2 separate regions of the Rattus norvegicus genome follow, and region 1 is linked to region 2. Evidence: chromatin contacts called from public Hi-C data. All regions are on one chromosome and are shown on one strand. The core of a region is the stretch at or near the end of the contact, and the rest is flanking DNA. Distances in the headings are between cores, read along the strand shown. Region 1 holds the start of Timm13 (translocase of inner mitochondrial membrane 13). Region 2 holds the start of Mrpl54 (mitochondrial ribosomal protein L54).

Region 1 (6,457 bases), core at 3,288-5,787, 360 kb after region 2:
GACAGCCAGGCACTGCTAGGTCACTAGTCTTGTCCCTTCATAGGAGGTGCAGGAGACCCGGCGGAGGCATGAACGGCACTTGGTGGAGGTGGACAGCAGCCGGCAACAGGAATATGACTTCAAGATAGCTCAGGCCCTGGAGGAGCTGCGCAGCCAGCACGACGAGCAAGTGCGTCTGTACCGGCTGGAGCTGGAGCAGACCTACCAGGCTAAGGTAAAGCTGTGAGGAGAAGGAAGGGGGCCGTTCCCTTGCCACCTATGCTCACATTCCCCAACTCCCCTAGCTGGACAACACCAAGTTGATCTCGGACCAGAATGACAAGGCAGCCCGTGCTGCGCGGGAGGAGCTCAAGGAGGCCCGCATGCGCGTGGAGTCCCTCAGCTACCAGCTCTCAGGTCTCCAAAAGCAGGTGACAGGACCCGGCCCTGCCCCTACGGGCCTCTGGCACTCCAGTCCCCTTTGGTCCCTAACATCTTGAGTAGAGAGGCCACACTGTGACCTGGCCACACCCTCCCCAGGCCAGTGCTGCAGAGGACCACATCCGCGAGCTGGAGGAGGCCTTGGCTGGGGAGCGTGACAAGTTCCGCAACATGCTGGATGCAAAGGAGCAGGAGATGGCAGAGGTGCGCGACGCCATGCAGCAGCAGCTGGCGGAGTACCAGGAGCTGCTGGACATCAAGCTGGCCTTGGACATGGAGATATGCTCCTACCGCAAGCTTCTGGAGGGCGAGGAGGAAAGGTACAAGGGGCTGCATGAGGAGGGGCAAATGGTGGGGGGCGGGGACTAGGGAGTAGGCGGGGCCTGGAGAGTAGCCGGAGCAGGGGTGGGGGAGGCTGGGCGGAGCTTCAAAAAAGGTCCAGAGGCTGTAAGTGGGTCATGTTCTGGTGACCTGGCCACGCCTCCTGGCCCCTCTTACACCTCCCTTCCCACAGGCTTAAGCTGTCCCCCAGCCCTTCATCACGGGTCACCATCTCTCTGGCCACTTCAAGCAGCAGCAGCAGCAGCAGCAGTGGGGTTGGCATGTCTTTGGGGCGGGGCCGAAGCAAGCGCCAGCGGCTGGAGACGGAGGACACTCCAGGCTCACCCAGCAGTGCCTCCAGCGTGAGCAGCGGCTCTCGCCTGGCTCAGCAGGCTGGGGCCACGGGTGTTGTGAACATCGACGAGGTGGACCTGGAGGGCAGGTTCGTGCGTCTTAAGAACTCTTCAGACAAGGTGAGCATGGGGCAGGGTGGCAGGACAGGTACTCCGTTCCTGGTGGCCGGGGGGTCAAAAGCTTGTCTGGGTTGCAGGATCAATCTTTGGGGAACTGGAGGATCAAGAAACAGGTTCTGGAGGGTGAGGACATCGCCTACAAGTTCACACCCAAGTATGTCCTGCGAGCCGGCCAGACGGTCACGGTAGGTGTTAGTCTGGGAGGCTCCCCACACCACCTTCCAGGATGGGAGGTCCTGTATGGCTTTAGCATGTTCTGAGACCTGTGGCCACTGAGCTGTTACAGTTACCACACCCTTCAGGGTACCACACTGATCAAGATTTGCCCCAAGTGTGAGGCCTGGCAGTTCACAGTTCTGAGTGTGGGTTTCTTGTCCCTGAGGTGCTTGGATCCCAGCGTAGTTCTCCAGCCGATTGCTCAGGACCATTGTGAACCTGGGTCTCTTCCACATCCTGGGCCATCCTGCTGGGGGGAACCTACTTAAGGGCCTCGTAGTAGGCAGCCATTGCCTGGCCCAGGCCCTGGGGTAAGGGCCATCTTGGTTCCTCAGGTGTGGGCAGCTGGCGCAGGGGCTACACACAGCCCCCCATCAACCCTTGTGTGGAAGAACCAGAGCAGCTGGGGGTCTGGGGAGAACTTCCGCACCGTCCTGGTCAATGCGGACGGCGAGGTAGGTGTGCAGCATGGGTGCCTGGGACCTGGCACCCGCCTCCCCTCACAGCACTGGTGACTGAGCCGAAACCTGGTGGTGGCCTCTAGTGAGGTGCAGCACTAGCATTGGGGGTGGTCAGGTAAACTGGTGACTTGTTGTGCAGGAGGTGGCCGTGCAGGCTGCAAAGCCGCCATCTGTCCAGGGGCACGAGAGCAGGGAGGAGGAGGAAGAGGCAGAGGCAGAGTTTGGTGAAGAGGACCTTTTCCACCAGCAGGTAGAGAGCACGTGACTGCTGTCACACCTAGTGGGGCTTTGCACCTAGTGGGGCTTCAGATACAGGTTCCACAGTCCTGCCTCAGATGACAACTGTACCCACTGCATGTGATCCGTGATGCCACACACCTCGGAGGCCACATACCCCTGACCCTCAGCCAGGATACCCTCTCCTCAGAGCTTGGGGTGGGGAGCCCCCAAGTCTGGGCTGGGAACAAGTGGAGGGCCCTGGAATAGGGCCTTCTGCTTGCTTGGGAGCCACCTAGCTCCATCCTCTCTCTTCCCTTGCAGGGGGACCCAAGGACTACCTCAAGGGGCTGCCGGATGATGTGAAACCTGCCCACAGTCACCATGGTCCCCAGAGCCCCTGAAATTATTTTTTTATGGTCTGCTCTCACGAGTCCTTGGTCCATTTCTAGATGACTTGTTAAGCAACCATGAGAATGTGGGTGGGCTCTGCTGGGTTTCCGAGATGGAAGTGTCCTCTACCCACAGGCCTCACTTGGGCCTGAGCTCATGCCCATGCTGTCATGTCGTGATGTCATGTGATGTCATGCTGTCATGTCGTGATGTCATGTGATGTCATGCTGTCATGTCGTGATGTCATGTGATGTCGTGATGTCATGTCGTGATGATATAGAGGCCTGGGCTGGGAACCTGGAGGCTGTGGGACTTGGGCCTGGATCTGGGGCAGGAGAATGCCTGCTAGTTCAGGGTGGACCTTGTATGACACTGGTGATTCAGAGGTTTTCTTTGAAACTTTTCAAATCAAGTCAGAATCCATGTTTGGATTTAAGGAAATCAAATTCAGAAAGAGGGCTGTGGGGCTCACTAGCCTGTCAGGTTGGTGGCTCATAGGACACAGGACAGACGCTCCTCTCCTGGAGTTGTTGGCGCTTGCAGAGCACCTGAACCCAGGGACGGTCCAGCTTTGTGCTCTGAGTCTGAAGGGTTTATAATAGTCCCTAGCTTGAGGGCATTCAGAGGCTTCTCTGGGCCCAGATTCTAAAATGTTCTAGTCCCTTCTAAAGCTGAGGGCTCAGAAGGAGGGAGCTCACTCACACATGGGGTGGTTCCTCCCATCCTAAGACTGAAGGGGACAGGCAGATCGTGGGCGTTGTGTATTCAGGATCAAAGGCTGCGGAATCCCAGCCAGTGACTGCTCACAGGCGTGTGGCCAGGCTAGCTGTGCAACTGGCCTCACGTGTATGTACCCTGCGCGGCCCCTCTCTGAACCACCCTGAAAACGAGGCCTGGAAACTTGCTTCCCTGCGACTAAACGCCAGGAGCCAGCCAGTTTTACCTGTCACCTCCCCACCAATGACACATGGTATTTTTTTAAAGAATATTTATTTTTTTACATCAGTAGCCCAGCTCACTGGGACGCTGCTCTGGGAGTGCAGGCCTGGAGCTGCCACAACTGGGGGTTACCTATGACAGCTTCCTTTACCGAGCTGTCGGGAGTGCTGTCTCCCTCCTGGCACAGCTGATGGTAGTAGGGAGAATTCAGGCCTAGTCTTCCCCCAAGGCAAGAGCTCTTGGCCACAGGAAGCCACCACTGCCACCGACCTCCAGAATCCACCAGCCACCTCCTGCTTCTAGATACCTCCGTTTTCTTTAAGTGACCGGTGTTGGATCCTGGATAGTGGTAGCTGACTGCAGTCACTGCTGCCTTGCTGCCTTGCCCACAGTGCAGGTGCTCTCCAGTGTACCGCGAACTGGAGCTGGCTTCCTTGTGGTTGAAGAGCAGGTCTAGAGTAATCTGCAGGTCCTCAGAGGTCTGTTTCTGGTCCGGCCAGGCGAGGTGGTTACCGGAGTGGCACTTCTACTGGGAGCCGCCTGCACTGCACACATTGCTCAGCTTCTACAGATCCTTTCTTTTATAAGATGCATGCCAAACGTGTTCCACTTTTTCTTTTCTGCCTATGATTTGTAATATACATTTTACTACTGGGAACTTTTGTACACTCAAATAAACACTGATTTTAACTGCAGCCTCTGAGTTGATCCTCTGTCCCCGAAAGGAACCGCGAGAATTTTACATGGTACTCAAGCGCAGCGGGGAGGTCCTCAGTGAAATGAAACTCCAGCCTTTGCCAGGGCGTTAAAAGTCAGTGTGCGCATGCGGGAAGTTGCACAGCCCTCTGGGAATTGTTAGGGATTAGCCAAAGGGCTGTGCTCCGGGTTCAATTTAGGGACGGCGCGCACAACCTGGTGGGAGCAGTAGTAAATTTCCCATAGAGCTATGGGTGGTCATAGGCACAGTGCACGGATTCATGGGAGATGTAGTTTAACGTGTTTCCATGGTGACTCAGGCCCTGGTGACGACGCGCGCCGCCTTGTGGGAATCGACACAGCCTCCGTTTCCCGTGGTGCCCCGACTTCCGCCTACGGTCGGCGCGCGCTACCGCGACCCGGTTGTCTGAGCAGCCATGGACAGCGGATTCGGCTCGGACTTCGGCGGCACGGGTGGTGGGAAGCTGGACCCGGGAGCCATTATGGAACAGGTGAAAGTGCAGATCGCCGTGGCCAATGCGCAGGAGCTGCTACAGGTGCGGGGCGTGCTGGGGTTGGTGGTGGGTTCCCCCAGTTGAGTCCCCGCTGAGGCCTCGCATGTGTCCACAGAGGATGACGGACAAGTGTTTCCGGAAGTGCATCGGGAAGCCCGGGGGCTCCTTAGATAACTCGGAGCAGGTGAGACACCCCGGGAACCGGGGGGGTGGTGAGGGGCGCAGGGTCAGGAGCTTCTAGGGGTTAAGGGATCTGCGCGTGCGCGGCCTTTAGCCGCAGCTTACTGAGGAGTCCGGCGCGTGCGCGGAGTTGGAACTGGCTTCTGCGCCTATGTAGGTGCAGCCTTAGTGGGAGCTCCTGGGGTCACATGACCCTAATTCAGTCAGGGATCCCCTCCACGCTTTGCAGAAATGCATCGCCATGTGCATGGACCGGTACATGGACGCCTGGAACACCGTGTCCCGCGCCTACAACTCCCGACTGCAGCGGGAACGAGCCAACATGTGACCAGGACCTGTGCCTCACGGTCGGAACTGTTTTCCCTACCAGTAACGGCAGCTCCTTCCAGCCGCCCCGAAGTCTGGCAGCATGGAGGGCTCCGGGGTCGAGGCCTCTACCCAGGGCTGCTGCGTCCAGCTCAGTCTCAGAAGAGAGTGAGGACCTGTTCGAGCGCGGGGATCTGGCTGGCCCCACTGACCTGTGACCTCATGAGAGCAGGCCAATAAATCGCTGCTGGGGCAGAAAACCTGGCGTGTCACCTCACTGCTTCAGTTCCCTTCCCCAGAGTAGGCCCCGACCTCCCAGGGTATCTTTCTCCTTGGTGTCTCTGGGCTGCTGGCTCTCGGGGAATTCGGAGCGTGGTCTCAGGTGCCTCTTCATCCCAGATAGAGACCAGCCAGGATAAGAAGCATAGCTCCGGGTAGCTCATCAGCTGTCCTGCATGAGGCCCAGGGTGCCATCCTCAACTCTGAATAAACCAATTGTGGTGCACACCTGTTGACCTAGCACTTGCGGGTAGGGTGAGTGTGGAGGCAGGAGGATTGGTACTTGAGGCTGTCCCACAGAACAAAGGCCCCAAAGGAGGCGAGTTGGAGACATGCCTGGAGACTCGTGGCTTCAACAGAGGTACTGAGCCAATAGGAGAAGGGACTCTGTTTATTGGAACAATATACACGGTCACAGCTAGTTCTTGTCGGACCCCCATGTGTGTTCCGCCACCGACTCCCCACCGTGGGTTGGGTGGCCAGCAGTTGTGTTTGTAGTCCATGCCTGGGTCGCTGGCCACGGGGGTGTCATTCCCGGATATTCTGGCCTATCCATCCTAGTACAGCAGCCACTCGAGTGTAGACACCTGGGAAGTGCGGCCTGCCACAGCCGTAGCCCCAACTGGTGACCCCAGTTAGCACCCATTGGCCAGATGGCTCCCTGCAGGCCAGGGGTCCCCCTGCATCACCCTGAAGGAGAGAGTGTTCTCAGGCTGCAGCCCTTGGGAGCAGGTATGATTCCTGCAACTGCACCTCTTTGCTGGACACTAACGAGGACCTTTAGTGGGAGAGCAGCGGCCAAAGAGCCTCACCTTTGCCGTGTGGGAAATGGGTTCAGTACTAAGGTGCTTTGTTACTTGCTCTGGCTGCGCCTCTGCCGGGCCCTTGTCCCGAGAACCAGCACGTGTGCATGCTGTGCGCCGTCAGGCCACGGCAGGCTTGAATGGTTATCTTTATTGTTGACACGGGGTCTTTCCGTGAACCTGGACGTGGGTGGTGGCCAGGTCCCAGCTGTGTCCCCCACCCTCGCTGCTACCCGTAC
Region 2 (6,433 bases), core at 2,038-4,537:
CTGCCTCAACTGGCTTTTTAAATGGGCTATGAGGATTCAAACCCAAGTCGTTGTGCTTCTGTGTCAAGCACCACCCCACTGAGCAGTCTCCCCAACCATCAAAATTTGCATAAAACTGTAAACGCCATTTTTAGCTCACAAGACTCCACAGAGCAGCCTGGAGCTGGCCTTTGCCAACCAGTGTTTAAACCAGTGTGACTTCTAGAACATCCTACAGCTTATGTCACCGCTTGGATATCTAGGATCTACTCTAATTCAATTGTCCTCTCTAGACCTTGATCGTTGCTGGCAAATTTTGTGTCATGTTTGGGAACCCATTTTTGGGCTGTTCGAGAACATTCTGATTCCTGTGTGAGAATAAACACTCACCCTCGGAGACGGCAGGGCACGAAGCCAGGGTCTCCTGGCTCTGGAAGATAAAAGAGGGACAGGACTGAATCCCCAGCCATGGCTGAGAGTCAGGGGTCAGAGGAGGTGGACACTAACCTGGGTACCCACGGGTGGATCTCGATGTGTCACCAGGGGTGCTGTCTCTAGCCACAGCTCCGGGGAGCTGCTGGAACTCCTGTTGTCTGCTGGCTCTGTCCCTTCCATCCATCCAGGGTCCCCACCGGGGTCCTCTGGTGGCTGCAGAAGGCGGGGTGCAGCCTGTGCAGGATCTGGGGGAACGGATTGGGCAGGCAAAGAGGCCTCACACCTCAGCAGACCCAGAAGGTTGTCCCCACCTGCCTCGGCTGACAGGAGCCCACCAGCATCCAAATTCTCCTGGGTGGCTAGGCCTTGGCCAGTGGCAATGTGCAGGGGACAGGGGGCTCCATCTGGGAACTGGCCACCCAGGTCGCTGGGCAAAGCTTCCAACTGCTGAACCAGCGCCCGCACACTGGATGTGTCCAGCTCCATCTCGCTCAGGGTATCGGGGCCTCTGGGCCCTAAGGCCCACTGCGTGTTAGAGGGATGGTCCTCAGAGGGAACCTCGGGGCCTTTGGGCTCCTCCAAGTCCATGGTCGGGGGCCCTGGGGGATGCTGGGGTTCTGGCAGGAACTCCATGTCTGGGATCCAGGTTCAGGCCGGCATTGTCACCAAGCTGGAAGACGAGGGCTCTGAGTGCGGAACTCGTAGACAAGCCATGGTCCTACAGGTGTCAGGTTCCATTCCCATGGGGCCTGCCAAGGAGGAAAGGCCCCCATTTCACACAAAAGTCAGCCAAGAACTCAGGTGCCTGCCCCAGATCTGCGGCTCCGGACCTCAGAACTCAAGCTCCAGACACTAGAACTGAGGCTGCGGACACAGAACTCAGACATTGACGGTAACTCAAGCACTGTCCTCCAGAACTCAGGCTTCTGTCCCTAGAACTCAGGCTCTGTCCTCTAAAACCCAGGCTCTGGCCCCTAGAACTCAGGCTTGGGTCATGGAACTCAAGCTGCTCCCCTAGAATTCATGCACTGGTCCTGGGAACTCAGGCTCCGGCCCCTAGAACTCAGGCACTGACCGTGGAAAACTCAGGATCCAGCCCCTAGAACTCAGGCACTGACCATGGAAAACTCAGGCTCTGTCCTCAGAACTCAGACTTCAGCCTCAGAACTCATACACCGCCCTCGGGTCGCCCACTGGAGCCCATCCGGTCCCGCGCGGCCCGCAGTACCTGTGCCTCCGGCCCGGGCGGAAATATCCGGTGCGCCCGTCCTTCCAGGAGAGTCAGCAGCTCTCTGGGATCCCAGCTTTGGAACCGGATCATCGGTCAGTGCACTATCCAGGCATATTGCGCATGCGCACTCACGGAGGCCTGCTGGGAAATGTAGTCCCCGCGGCCGCTCTCTCCTTACGCGGAATCGCTAGGGTTGCAGCATAGATAGTAGACCACAGGTTCGAATCCCAAGACTCCAGGAACGGAGGAGAGGCCCAAACCGGCTTTTCTATTCTAAAATCGGGTTCTGCATCACTTCACGGCACAAACGGCTGAGGTAGGATATGGGGAGAAACCAGGGAGGATAACAGTAAAGATCGTGTGACTTAAAAATTTGGAAGTTATTGAGGATGGACTTCCAGTTTGGATCTCAGTAGGGATCTATAACAGCACAATCTCGAGTGGACAGGGGAATTTACAACGCGGTTCTAGTTATAGACTAGGGACAATGATAATCCCTAAACTTAACTGTGTGTTCTCAAAGAGTTCACCTGGTTAGGTTTGTTAGCAGTGAATCTAGAATATTCTAGCACTAGTGTATTTATTCTTGAGACAAGTTGACTTCGAACTCCTGATCCTCCTGCCTCAGCTTCCTGTGTGCAGCCAGCTTCCATTTCTGTGGTGCTGGGAGTAGAACCAGGCTGCTACCAAGCCCCAATCACCCCCCACCCCCTTCTTCTATTACTACAGGGATCACTATGTAGAGTAGGCTGGCCTGGAACTCACCTCTGTCTCCCAAGTGTGGGGTTAAGTGGGAGTTCATCACACCTGGCTACCCTTATGTTCAAGCCAAGATCTTATATAGTTTAGGCTGACCTCAAAATTGCTGTGTAGGACAGAGTGAACCGAACTCCTGATCCTCCTGCCTCCACCTCCACATCACAACTGCCGTCCTTTTAAGCTTTCAAAAATTTCACATGGGATATAAACATGAATTTACTGTGACTTTTTAAAAATTTTTAAAAACATTTATTTATTTTGTGTATGTGAGTACACTGTCGCTGTCTTCAGACACACGAGAAGAGGGCATCAGATCCCGTCACAGATGGTTGTGAGCCACCATGTGGTTGCTGGGAATTGAACTCAGGACCTCGGGAAGAGCAGCCCTGGTGCTCTTAGCTGCTGAGCCATCTCTCCAGCCATACTGTGACATTTAAAGTTACTAAAAAATCTAAATCCTTGTTGATGTTGTTGTTATTTTAAGAAAGGGTTTCTCTGTGTAGTCCTGTCTGTCCTGGAACTCATGAAGTAGACAAGGTTGGCCTTGAACTCAGAGATCATCTTACCTCTATCTCCCGAGTACTGTGATTAAAGGTGTGCCATCACCGCTTGAACTAAGGGCAGGAATTTTATAAAATATTCTTTGAACAGGCGATAGCTACAGAAGTTCAAATTAGTCATTAGACTGCCAAAGATTTTTTTTAAAAAGACTACATTTCGGGGCTGGGGATTTAGCTCAGTGGTAGAGCGCTTACCTAGGAAGCGCAAGGCCCTGGGTTCGGTCCCCAGCTCCGAAAAAAAGAACCAAAAAAAAAAAAAGACTACATTTCCCAGAAGGCCGCGGGGCACCTCCAACGCCCTAAAGAGGCTCTGGAGCGCTGCCGTAACACGGAAGCATGCACGTGTGAGCGGCCGGCGAGCGTCATGGCGGCCGCCAGTCTCCTCGGGGCAACCCGGGTGTGGGCCCGCTGGCATCCCCGGGCGCTCCCGGTCCCCGGGAGACCTGGAGAATTATTTATCCGGGAATATGCCAAGAAGGCAGGTGAGCAGGCTCCGAAGGAAGCAACGTGGGTACGGCGGGCGCGCTGCTGGGGAGGTGGGGCTCCGAGGTTTAGCTGCGCAGGCGCAGCGACACGAAGGCCGAGCGGAACGGAACGCCTCTGGCGTTCGCTCTTGCCTCGGCGCTCAGTGCGCAGGTGTAACCCTTGTGGGCCAGGATGGGGCGGGGCCAGACTGGGTTCCGCGCTCCAACTTTGAGTAAATCGTCAAACAACCAACATCAACTAAGTTATTGTCATTATTTTAATTTAGGAAGTAATGTGGGTGGACATATTGGTTCAATGTGCAAAGTGCTTGCCGCGAAAGCCTGCGCACACCTTTAATCCCAACATTGGGCGGGGAGAGTCAGGGTGATTTCCGTGAGTTCCAGACCTGCCAGGAAGACCCACCCCATCTCAAAAAAATTTTTTTTTCTTTTAATGTTTTCTTTTTTGGTGTTGTTCCAGGAGACTACATAGTGACACGCTCTCTCCAAAAATAAATAAGTAAAAATGTTTGTAAACACAGTTCCATGCCAAGTTGGCCTAGAGTCACTGAGCCATCTCTCTACTCTCAAGGTTTTGTTGTTGTTTTGTTTTTTGAGACAGGGTCTTATGACTCTCCAACCTCAACTCCAGAATGCTGGGATGATAGGCATGTGCCACCATGTCAGCATCACTGAATGGAAGAGGGTTGTGTGGTACAGACTGGGCCTTCAGAGCACATGGGTGGGATAGGTCTGTGCTGTAACAAGGGACCCCGTTATGCATGGAGGTGCTGGGGTTGTTGGTCCCTGGAGCCAGGAGACCACACAGGAGTGTTGAAGGAAGGCAGAGCTGGGCAGGCTGGACTGACCTGTGCTCTTACTTTGCAGTCAGCAAGGGTGGCAAGGGTGGCGTGGCCGCTGAGGCCCTGAAGGACCCCGAGGTGTGCACAGACCCCTCTCAGCTCACCACACACGCCATGGGGGTCAACATCTACAAGGAAGGCCAGGAGGTGGCCCTGAAGCCAGACTCTGAGTACCCGACATGGTGAGTGTGCCACACTGCCTCGGAACCTTGACACCAGCCTCTAGGAACACGATAGTCCAGGATAGCTCACTGGGGCCTGCTGGGCATGCCTACCCTGGGGCCTGCTGGGCATGCCTACCCTGGGGCCTGCTGGGCATGCCTACCCTGGGGCCTGCTGGGCATGCCTACCCTGGGGCCTGCTGGGCATGCCTACCCTGGGGCCTGCTGGGCATGCCTACCCTGGGGCCTGCTGGGCATGCCTACCCTGGGGCCTGCTGGGCATGCCTACCCTGGGGCCTGCTGGGCATGCCTACCCTGGGGCCTGCTGGGCATGCCTACCCTGGGGCCTGCTGGGCATGCCTACCCTGGGGCCTGCTGGGCATGCCTACCCTGGGGCCTGCTGGGCATGCCTACCCTGGGGCCTGCTGGGCATGCCTACCCTGGGGCCTGCTGGGCATGCCTACCCTGGGGCCTGCTGGGCATGCCTACCCTGGGGCCTGCTGGGCATGCCTACCCTGGGGCCTGCTGGGCATGCCTACCCTGGGGCCTGCTGGGCATGCCAGAGAGTGCACAGAACCATATGTCCCCAAACGCTGAAGGGGCAGGGGCTCTGTTTCTTGAAGTTTATGACTGACCCTTGGTTCAGGGAAACACAGGGCTGCTCATCAACAGAAATACCCACCCCCTTCCCAGAGCAATCTGAACAGGCAGATCTGATGGGGCCCCATTCTCAGGAGATTGGGAGAGGCAGGGCAGTGGGGTGCAGACTGGGTAGTGTTTCCTCGGGAGGCCACATGGATCCGGGGACGAGTGAATAGCAAGTGTGGCCTGTGCAGAGGTCCTGGGGCAGGTCAGAGCCAATTCTTTGGGAGCAGAGAAGAGGCCTATGTGGTTGGAACAGAGACTGAGGCAGAGAGGCAGACTGGAAGCAAGGCAGGGATGTCCAGGTCCCTCAGGCTGTTTCTGTCACTGAGAACCAGAGCAGAATTCAAAGCTCCAGCTGGATACCACCCACACCCTGGAGCTATAGGATGTCATGCAGCCCTGACTCTCACCCCCAGGCTGTTCCAGGTGGACCTGGGTCCCCCCAAAAAGCTAGAGGACCTAGAACCGGAGTCCCGAGAGTACTGGCGACTGCTTCGCAAACAGAACATCTGGCGTCACAACAGGCTGAGCAAGAACAAGAAGCTGTAATGTGAGTGTGGGCACTTCCTCCCAGGAGCCAGCCTGGTGCCAGCCAGAACGGGGAGAACCGAGTCCTTCATTCGCTCACCGTGATGTGCAGGCCTTACACACACTAAATAAACAAAGATGAAAATGAAGGGCAAAATAAAGGGACCTGCGGCAGTCACGCCCATGTGATGTGTGTCAGACCTGTGAGGGCCCCAGCCTGGGCCCCAGCCTCTGCTCTGCAGCTGAGCCCTGTCCAGGGCCTCCTCTCCAGGTCCTGATGGGCCTGCTGGGCCTGGCCTGGTCAAGGCTGTGACTTGACCTGCTCTGTGCCCTCAGGGCGGTGGTGCCTGTGCGTAGAGCTGGCGTCAGCCCCGGGCCAGCTGGGCATCGCTGCTCACTAAAGGGAGCTGGGCAGGACCACCTCTCCCGGCAGCTGCGATGTGGTTGCTCATTGGACCCCAGGCTGGACCCTGTCTTTGCCATCTGCTCCAGAGCCAGCCTGACTGGGGCAAGTGGCCTGAGCTCTGCCCACCTCCCCAGGGTCGGCCGAATCGAGAGAATGGATGAGGTCATGCTGCTGAGGTCCTACACAGAAAGTAACAGCTACCCCTTCCCAGGGCTCTGGGTGGTCCCGGCAACCCTCTGTGCCTCACTGAAAGGACCTGAGGCTCCATCCATCCAGCGGGAGTTTGTGAATCCCCCTTCTGTCGCCAGCCTTCACGATGCTGCCCAGCAGGCAGGGGCCAAGTATGCGGCCATCTTACTCCAAATGCGCGTGGGGCTCCCCGGGATGTGTCAAAGTTAGAGT

What was found. Hi-C and Micro-C count contacts between places; a contact is called where the count stands out from the background.
Region 1: a contact with region 2 is called in a Hi-C map of liver, with 4 times the contacts expected there. The contact joins the promoter of Timm13 here to the promoter of Mrpl54 in region 2. A contact is called at or near these places in 2 of 12 Hi-C or Micro-C datasets (hepatocytes and liver).

The regions. Positions count from the first base shown.
Region 1 is chr7:9,455,209-9,461,665 of GRCr8, forward strand. Timm13 (translocase of inner mitochondrial membrane 13) reads left to right here and starts at 4,538. Exons shown (of 3, transcript NM_145781.2): 1 at 4,538-4,692; 2 at 4,766-4,834; 3 at 5,060-5,641. The coding sequence starts at 4,573. The coding sequence ends at 5,158. Lmnb2 (lamin B2) reads left to right here. Exons shown (of 12, transcript NM_001305235.1): 5 at 44-214; 6 at 285-410; 7 at 520-740; 8 at 935-1,214; 9 at 1,292-1,399; 10 at 1,766-1,885; 11 at 2,031-2,141; 12 at 2,432-4,134. The coding sequence ends at 2,473. Tmprss9 (transmembrane serine protease 9) reads right to left here. Exons shown (of 18, transcript NM_001395516.1): 18 at 5,790-6,105. The coding sequence ends at 5,944.
Region 2 is chr7:9,100,238-9,106,670 of GRCr8, forward strand. It overlaps Mrpl54 (mitochondrial ribosomal protein L54), which reads left to right and starts at 3,288. Exons shown (of 3, transcript NM_001106770.1): 1 at 3,288-3,446; 2 at 4,317-4,473; 3 at 5,514-5,808. The coding sequence starts at 3,329. The coding sequence ends at 5,646. It overlaps Apba3 (amyloid beta precursor protein binding family A member 3), which reads right to left and starts at 1,131. Exons shown (of 10, transcript NM_031781.1): 1 at 487-1,131; 2 at 370-409. The coding sequence starts at 1,047.